2 separate regions of the Sus scrofa genome follow, and region 1 is linked to region 2. The links are chromatin contacts, called in public HiChIP or PLAC-seq maps. All regions are on one chromosome and are shown on one strand. Each heading gives the region's core, a stretch centred on a gene start, on an enhancer-like site or on the middle of the called end of the contact. The rest is flanking DNA. Distances are from core to core; before and after follow the strand shown. Region 1 holds the start of HIST1H3E (histone cluster 1, H3e). Region 2 holds the start of HFE (hereditary hemochromatosis protein).

Region 1 (3,367 bases), core at 98-2,597, 97 kb after region 2:
CTGGGAACCAATCAGCACGCTGTGTGTGTCTGTGAGTGTGTGTGTGTGTCTGTGTGTGCGCGTGCGTGCGTACGCGCGCGCGCCTGGCTGCTCAACTCTTAACACTTCATTTATTTTTTATTTTTTCTTTTCTGTACTGTTAGTTATTCAAGCCAACAATCATGTCGGAACCTGTGTCTGCCGCCCCTCCAGCTCCTTCTCCATAAAAGACTCCTGTGAAGAAAAAGCCCCGCAAGCCCGCTGGCGCCACAAAACTTCCAGGCCCCCCTGTCGGAGCTTAACACCAAGGCTGTATCCGCCTCCAAAGAGCGCAGCAGCGGCGTGTCCCTGGCTGACCTCAAGGCGCTGGCAGCAGCTGACGAGACTTTGAGAACAGCCGCATCAAGCTCGGTCTCCAGAGCCTGGTGAGTAAGGGCACCTTGGTGCAGACCAAGGGCATTGGCGCCTCAGGCTTTCAAACTCAACCAGGCGGCCACAGGGGAAAGCAAGCCCAAAGCTAAGACGGGCGCAAGCAGCACCCTCTCCCCCCACCCCAAAATCCGCTAAGCCTCCAGAGGGCAGAGAAACAAGTAGCGGCTACGTGGCCAAGAAGGTGCCCAATAGCCCCCAAAAGATAAAGATAGCCAAACCGTATTAGGTGGCCAAGGGTCCAGCAAAACCAAAGTTCATAACCCCAAGCTAGCCAACCCTAAAAGCAGGCAAGCCAGAAAATGCAGCCTCGAAAAAGGGAACCGAAAGACTGGCGGAGGACCTTAAAGGCTCTTAAAAAGCCTGTAGAGGGACACGGCGGGGCGGGGCGGCGGTGGAGGGGTACATTTCTATATTCTTCCCCGAGTAACTAGACCGAAGTACACAGCAATTTTTCGTAGAAAAAATGGTTGGCTCTGAAAAGAGCCTTTGGGTTTAAGTTGGCATTTAGTCGAGAAGAGCCATTTTACGCCCTCTCCCCGCGGATGCGGCGAGCCAGCTGGATGTCCTTGGGCATGATGGTGACGCGCTTGGCGTGGATGGCGCACAGGTTGGTGTCCTCGAAGAGCCCCACCAGGTAGGCCTCGCACGCCTCCTGCAGCGCCATCACGGCCGAGCTCTGGAAGCGCAGGTCCGTCTTGAAGTCCTGCGCGATCTCGCGCACCAGCCGCTGGAACGGCAGCTTGCGGATCAGCAGCTCCGTGGACTTCTGGTAGCGCCGGATCTCGCGCAGGGCCACCGTGCCGGGCCGGTAGCGGTGCGGCTTCTTCACGCCGCCGGTGGCGGGCGCGCTCTTGCGGGCCGCCTTGGTGGCCAGCTGCTTGCGCGGCGCCTTGCCGCCGGTGGACTTGCGAGCGGTCTGCTTGGTACGAGCCATAACAGACGTCCGAAAGGCAGCTAGCTGGTGGAAAAATGCGAACCTGTCCCCCTTCTCCTAGTATATATAAAGAGAGTCCCGTTCTGATTGGACAAGACATTTGTTCCTTAGGGCTCGCAGTGAAGGTATTGGTAGTGAGGTTCACTCCCTGATCACAGGAAACTCTCTTTGAATGGCTGTTTCAACCCTTGCTCGCCTCTATCTCTTCAATGCCTTTTTTTTTTTTTTTTTTTTCAATGTTCTTTGGCTGTTCCTCGCAGAACCAACTCAGACTATTACAATACTGTGTCTTTTTTGCGGAAAACAAATTTTAAATTTTGGCACCTGATACTGGCTTTCTTTTGATCAACTTTTTGAAAAGGCGCATTTGGGATGTGATTGGCCAAGTGATTTTTAATACCCTCATTCAAGTTTAGTGAGGCTAATTTCAACTCGACTTTTTGATTTCTCTTTTTACTCTTATTTTTTTCAGTACTTTCATTTTATTCCTCCCCTTTTATGCTACAGTTAAGTATAAAAGTGTAGGTTATTATTTATGGCATTCATTTCAGGATGGTAAAGGAGAGCATTACTGCATTTGTTATGGAAAAAGCGTGTTGGATCTGACAGGATTGAGAACCATCAGTTTAGGAGTCCAGAGATTATATGAAAGCAGAATTTGGAAAAAAGCCCAAACACTTATTGTCATCACCAAACCCTGAACACACCCTCCTGTGCCTTCCGCATAAGACTTAAAAGACTTGCCCTTAACAGTCACTGAATGGGCCTTTGCACTGCCTTCAAAGCCGTCATGTGCTAGTGTCAGTCTTCTGGATTGGAGTGAGAGCTGTGACCACAGGAGGAGGCAGGAATCCAGAAGGTTAACATACATTACATTTTAAAAATAAAAGGTTTTAGAGTTTATAAAAGCAAAAGAATTTACACCTATATATCTTGTGGTCTCATCACAAAGCTGAGGATTCTTTGGAGCCATGTTTAAAAAGGGAGGGAAAGAGGAAAGGAAAAACAGTACCTTTTGGAAACTACTACTATTCTATATTATTTTTAAGGAATCCACTTCTATGACTCCCATAAATTCTGGGCTGAGTTAACAGTAAAAAATTTCTGGAGGTAATTACACCCCACTCTGGTTAGACCTATTGTTTCTTTCGCTCGCTGGCCCCCATCCAAGTGAAAACCCAGTCGCAGGAGGCCTCAATCTCTGAATTCCTCCTCCTGGAAGATGTCAAAGCCAACTATGTGAGAGGTTTTATAAGAGAAGACAACTGTCTTCCCAGAAAACAAATCCTCTATTTTGCTTTATGAGGTGGAGAGCAACCCCAGACCAGATAGGTTGGGACTTTGGCAGGCCTCAATTCTTAGATTTCTAAAATTTATTTTTATACTTTTTCAGAATGCACTAAAACCAGTAGCTCTTATGGAATTTCACTCATAATTTTGTTACTATAAATACATTAACACATGCTCACTTTTCACTATACCACCACATAAAAGCACCCTACTATCTTTCACGATTTCAAATGAGCTTTGTGTAAAATTGCGTTTTTAAAAGTACGCAAACTAGTAAATGGTAAATAAGTGTTACCCTGTACCCCTTAAAGGCGTGCCGAAACCCTGTGGTAAGCTCTGCCTAAGTAACTTTTGACTTCAGGGTATGTGGTATTGTATTACTATCTACAATTGATTAGAGCTTAGTTTTTTTTTTTTTCCCTAAAAATATGAATTGCAGATCAATTTGTACCATTAGACTGCAAAACAATTTCTTTCCAAATCAAATAGCCTAAAGGAGTGGTTTTAACTATCTGTAGGTCACTAAGTAGATTTGCATCTAAACTTTCAACACTTACCATCCTACCTATATCCTTCAAGGTTTACAACAGAGGACCCAAGTTATTGGTCAACTTAATTATCACTGACACAGGCTCTTCACTACCACTTTCGCTTAGCTGAAGGAAATTCCTTCAACTGGATTAATCTGGGGTTTCAGCAGTGTGACTACTAACACTCACTTCTAGATTGACA
Region 2 (3,716 bases), core at 410-2,909:
AGATCACATTCAGAGGTACTAGGGATTATACTCCAATGCATTTTTTTTTTAAGAGGGCACAATTCAATCCATAGCAATAACTATGCCTATGAATCCGACAAAAGCTTGCACAGAACTTACATTCTTGTAGAAGAGATACCAACAGTACCTTAAGATAGTTTGGCCTCAGCCCTGAAGTAAATGGCAGAGACATTTCCTAAGATTGCAAATGCAGATTTGGTTAGAAGATAGAAAAAAAATTCAGATTCTAGGATTTTTAATCCACTCTTCCAGTCTCTGCTTTTAATTTAGCTATTGAGATCATTTACATTTTTGACATGTTAGGCTTTTTCTACCATTTAAGTATTTGTTTTTTGTCTTCTCTTTTGTTTTACTTTGTTTCTCTGTTTTATTTTCTTTTCTATGAATTACTTGAACCTTTTTTTTTTTTAGATAATTCCATCTTGATTTATGTATTCTATATTTGAGTAAATTGCTTTGTATGATTTTCTCAGTGGTTACCCTGGGTCTTACAATGTATTTGACGTGTCATATTCTACTAAGATCTAGGTTTTATCCCCTTGAGTGAATCATGGATAGTCCATTTCCATCTAGAACACTTTATCTCTCCTATTTTGTCTTGAACATCAAATGATGTTTAATTTTTATTTCCATCATCAAATACAATTTAGAGAACTCATGAGAAAGATAATCTATGGTGTTTATCCAAATTTCTGGTCATTTCATTGTTCATTCTTCCTTTCTTTTCTGTTTCAAGAACTTTCTTTAGTCTGCTAGCGAAAAAAATCTTGTTGTTTTCCTTCTCTATCTACATTTTTTTATTTCCCTTTTATTTCTGAGAATGTCTTTTATTTCCCTTTTGTTGCTGAAGGTAGTGCCTAAAAAGTGTGTACCAGGTTTCCTGGTAACATAGAGAGCCAGGAAGTCTTTCTAAGTGGGTTGCAGTTGGCTTCACAATCTAATCTCGAACACTTTGTCACTCATTTATTCTATCCACACAAATTTATTGAGTGAGTATTTATACCAGGCAATAGCGTTCAACATGAAAGAGCAAGGTCACTATGCTCACTGCTTAGGAAGAGTTTAAAGGAATGACAAAAAGGAGAAAGGGGAAAGAGCTCTTCCAGGGAAGAGAAAGGCTTTGTGTAGATATAGACACACATATAGATATAGACATACGCATATGCATAGATATATCTAAATTGAATAACAAGATTGGCAAGGTGAACCTAGACTTTTTGAAAATGCATAATGAATTTTCAAGTTATTCAATATTTAGATATTAAATATTTAAATCAGGAAATCATTAAATATACCTCCCCCAATCAGCAACATCTCTGCATTTAAAGGAGTTCCCGTCGTGGCTCAGTGGTTAACGAGTCCGACTAGGAACCATGGGGTTGCAGGTTTGATCCCTGGCCTTGCTCAGTGGGTTGGGGATCCCGCATTGCCTTAAGCTGTGGTGTGGGTCGCAGACAGGGCTCGGATCCCGCTTTGCTGTGGGCTGGCGCAGGCCGGCAGCTGCGGCTCTGATTGGACCCCTAGCCTGGGAACCTCCGTGTGCCGCCGGAGCGGCCCTAGAAAAGACAAAAATAAATAAATAAAAAATAAATAAAAAATAAAAAGTAGAGGGAGAGGAGTTCTCTTGTGCACAGTGGGTTAAGGATCCACAGTTGTCACTGCAGTGAAGTGGCTTGGATACTGACCTGCAGTAGGTTCGAGCCCTGTCCTGGGAATTCCTATATGCCGTGGGCGCAGCCTAAAAAAATAAAAACCAAAGGGACAGTTGGGTCACAAGTGTTTCCTAAGCAGGTACTCTGAGCTGCAGGAGAGAGAGTTCAAGTACAGGCGATCCGTTTCTTTTCCCCACTGGCCCCGGAAAAGGATCTCACTGCCCAGGAAGTTTCATCTGGGATCCCCGCAGCCTTGGCAATGGCTCCAGGGTGACTTCTTGAGCCACCTCGGTTTCCCCGCCCCAGCCAAGCGGCCGAAAAGCACCTGGAAGCGCGGTCCGAGCCGGGAAATGGGCCCACAAGCCCGGCCGGCGCTTCTGCTCCTGATCCTCCTGCGGACCGTGGCCACGCAGGAGCGAGCGCCGCGTGAGTCCGGGGGCTGCGGGCCAGAGAGGGGCGCGGAAAAATCGAAAGTAGCTTTTCTTGGGGCTTTGGAATTTGCTGAATTCGGAGCGACTGCTCAGCCGGGTGCGCAGGCCCCTCCCCCAACTTTCCCCGGAGGGGACACCGGCCACTGGGGGTGCAGATGCGGTTCCCGGCCGGCCCCTCGCCCCCCGCATCTCGCCTCCCCCCACACCCTCGGCCCGCCCGCAGTCCCTGCTCTAAGAAGTGACACTCGGAACCACCCACTCCCTCCCCCGACCTTGACGCTTTTAGATGCAAATCTTTTCTGCTGGAGGCCGAGCTAAGATTAGGGGTCCTTGGAGTCGGGTCTCGGTTTTCTTGTATCTGTAGTTGGTTGTGTCGTTTCCCTTCTGATCATCCCCAAACAGGAAGTTCTTCTCACCCAGGGCGACCTTGGCCCGAGCGCCCCTTGGTGTTTCCACACCCGGGCGGGCTCAAAGGGCTGGAGACTTTGCGCTGACAGGACGCACGGCAGAAACAGCCGGTTTTCCACTTCAGAAACACTGGTGCTGGCAAGTGGGGGTGTGTGGCGGCTTGTGGGGGGATCTGAATCCTACCCCGACCCCACCCCTTCTGCTGAGACCAGGGGCGGAGGCCACCGCGGGGTAGGTAGGAGGCTATGGAGGGAGATTGCCCAGAGCCTTAATCTTGGCGATTGATTCTTCGTTTGCCTGGAAAAATGACATCTCGGTTATTTTTGAACTTTTTGAACTGAATCTAACAGTTCCCCTTTTCATCCAAGGGGTTGTTGAGTTGCACTGTTAACAGTATTGGATAATTAGGCAGCCTTTACTAAAAGATGCCAAAGTGATGGCAATTAACATGTAGGGAATGCCTCAGTTTTAAATCACCTTCATGTCAGTGATCTTGTTTGACTTGACTTTGCATTTGGGAGATTGGCGCTATTAACGTGTTGATTTTACCACTAATGACCTCAAGTTAAATCCTTTGCCCAGGTAACAAAAATTCTGTAAGCAGGCTCTTTTTCTGATGTTAATGAAGTATTAGCACTGGTTGTAACCTTAGCTGGCAGAGTTTGCTCTGTTGTCTGGCAAGGCTCCGGATGCTTTACACACTGTGTAGCCTCAGCACCACATTTGGAGGGTAGGCAGTATGTGTGTCCACACTTTATAGATGACTAGGATGAGATAAGACCTGCTTACCGGTAACTTTGTTCAATGTCACTCTGGCCTTTGAGGCCACTTCATAACTGTGATTCTTAAAAGACACACTACCTTAGAGGTTGAATTGTACAATTTGATGAACAGAAATATTCACTAGTCACCAGCAAAGAAGAAGCATCACCCATGCGCTGTGATCTTCTGGATCCAGGGGAGTGAGCAGGAAGCTGAGTCCTCTGATGTTTTGCTTGCAAGGAGGGGATGACAATACACAAAGGAACAAAAGGATATAGAGCATCAGGTAGCAGTGGGTGCCCTGAAGACCTGTGAAGCAGGCAGGTGGGGCAGGCCACTCTCCCTGGCTGGCTTCGGAGCAGGGATCTGGAGGAAATAAGGGTGATGCTGACTGGGAGCAGCGCTTCCAGGACAGGACAGGAGCACCAGGCAAGGATGTGAA

The links. HiChIP or PLAC-seq counts read pairs in DNA pulled down with a chosen protein or histone mark.
Region 1: a contact with region 2 is called in an H3K27ac HiChIP or PLAC-seq map of alveolar macrophages. The contact joins the promoter of HIST1H3E here to the promoter of HFE in region 2. A contact is called at or near these places in 2 of 5 promoter capture datasets (fetal liver and liver), 5 of 47 Hi-C or Micro-C datasets (embryonic fibroblasts, epiblast stem cells, fetal heart ventricle and 2 more) and 2 of 2 datasets of contacts at active chromatin or transcription factors (alveolar macrophages and skeletal muscle).

The regions. Positions count from the first base shown.
Region 1 is chr7:20,853,825-20,857,191 of Sscrofa11.1, forward strand. HIST1H3E (histone cluster 1, H3e) reads right to left here and starts at 1,348. Exons shown (of 1, transcript NM_001287416.1): 1 at 121-1,348. The coding sequence starts at 1,345. The coding sequence ends at 935. LOC100158121 (histone H2A type 1) reads right to left here. Exons shown (of 1, transcript XM_001927692.4): 1 at 3,202-3,367. It also overlaps the pseudogene LOC110261484.
Region 2 is chr7:20,756,945-20,760,660 of Sscrofa11.1, forward strand. HFE (hereditary hemochromatosis protein) reads left to right here and starts at 1,660. Exons shown (of 5, transcript XM_021098424.1): 1 at 1,660-2,099. The coding sequence starts at 2,024.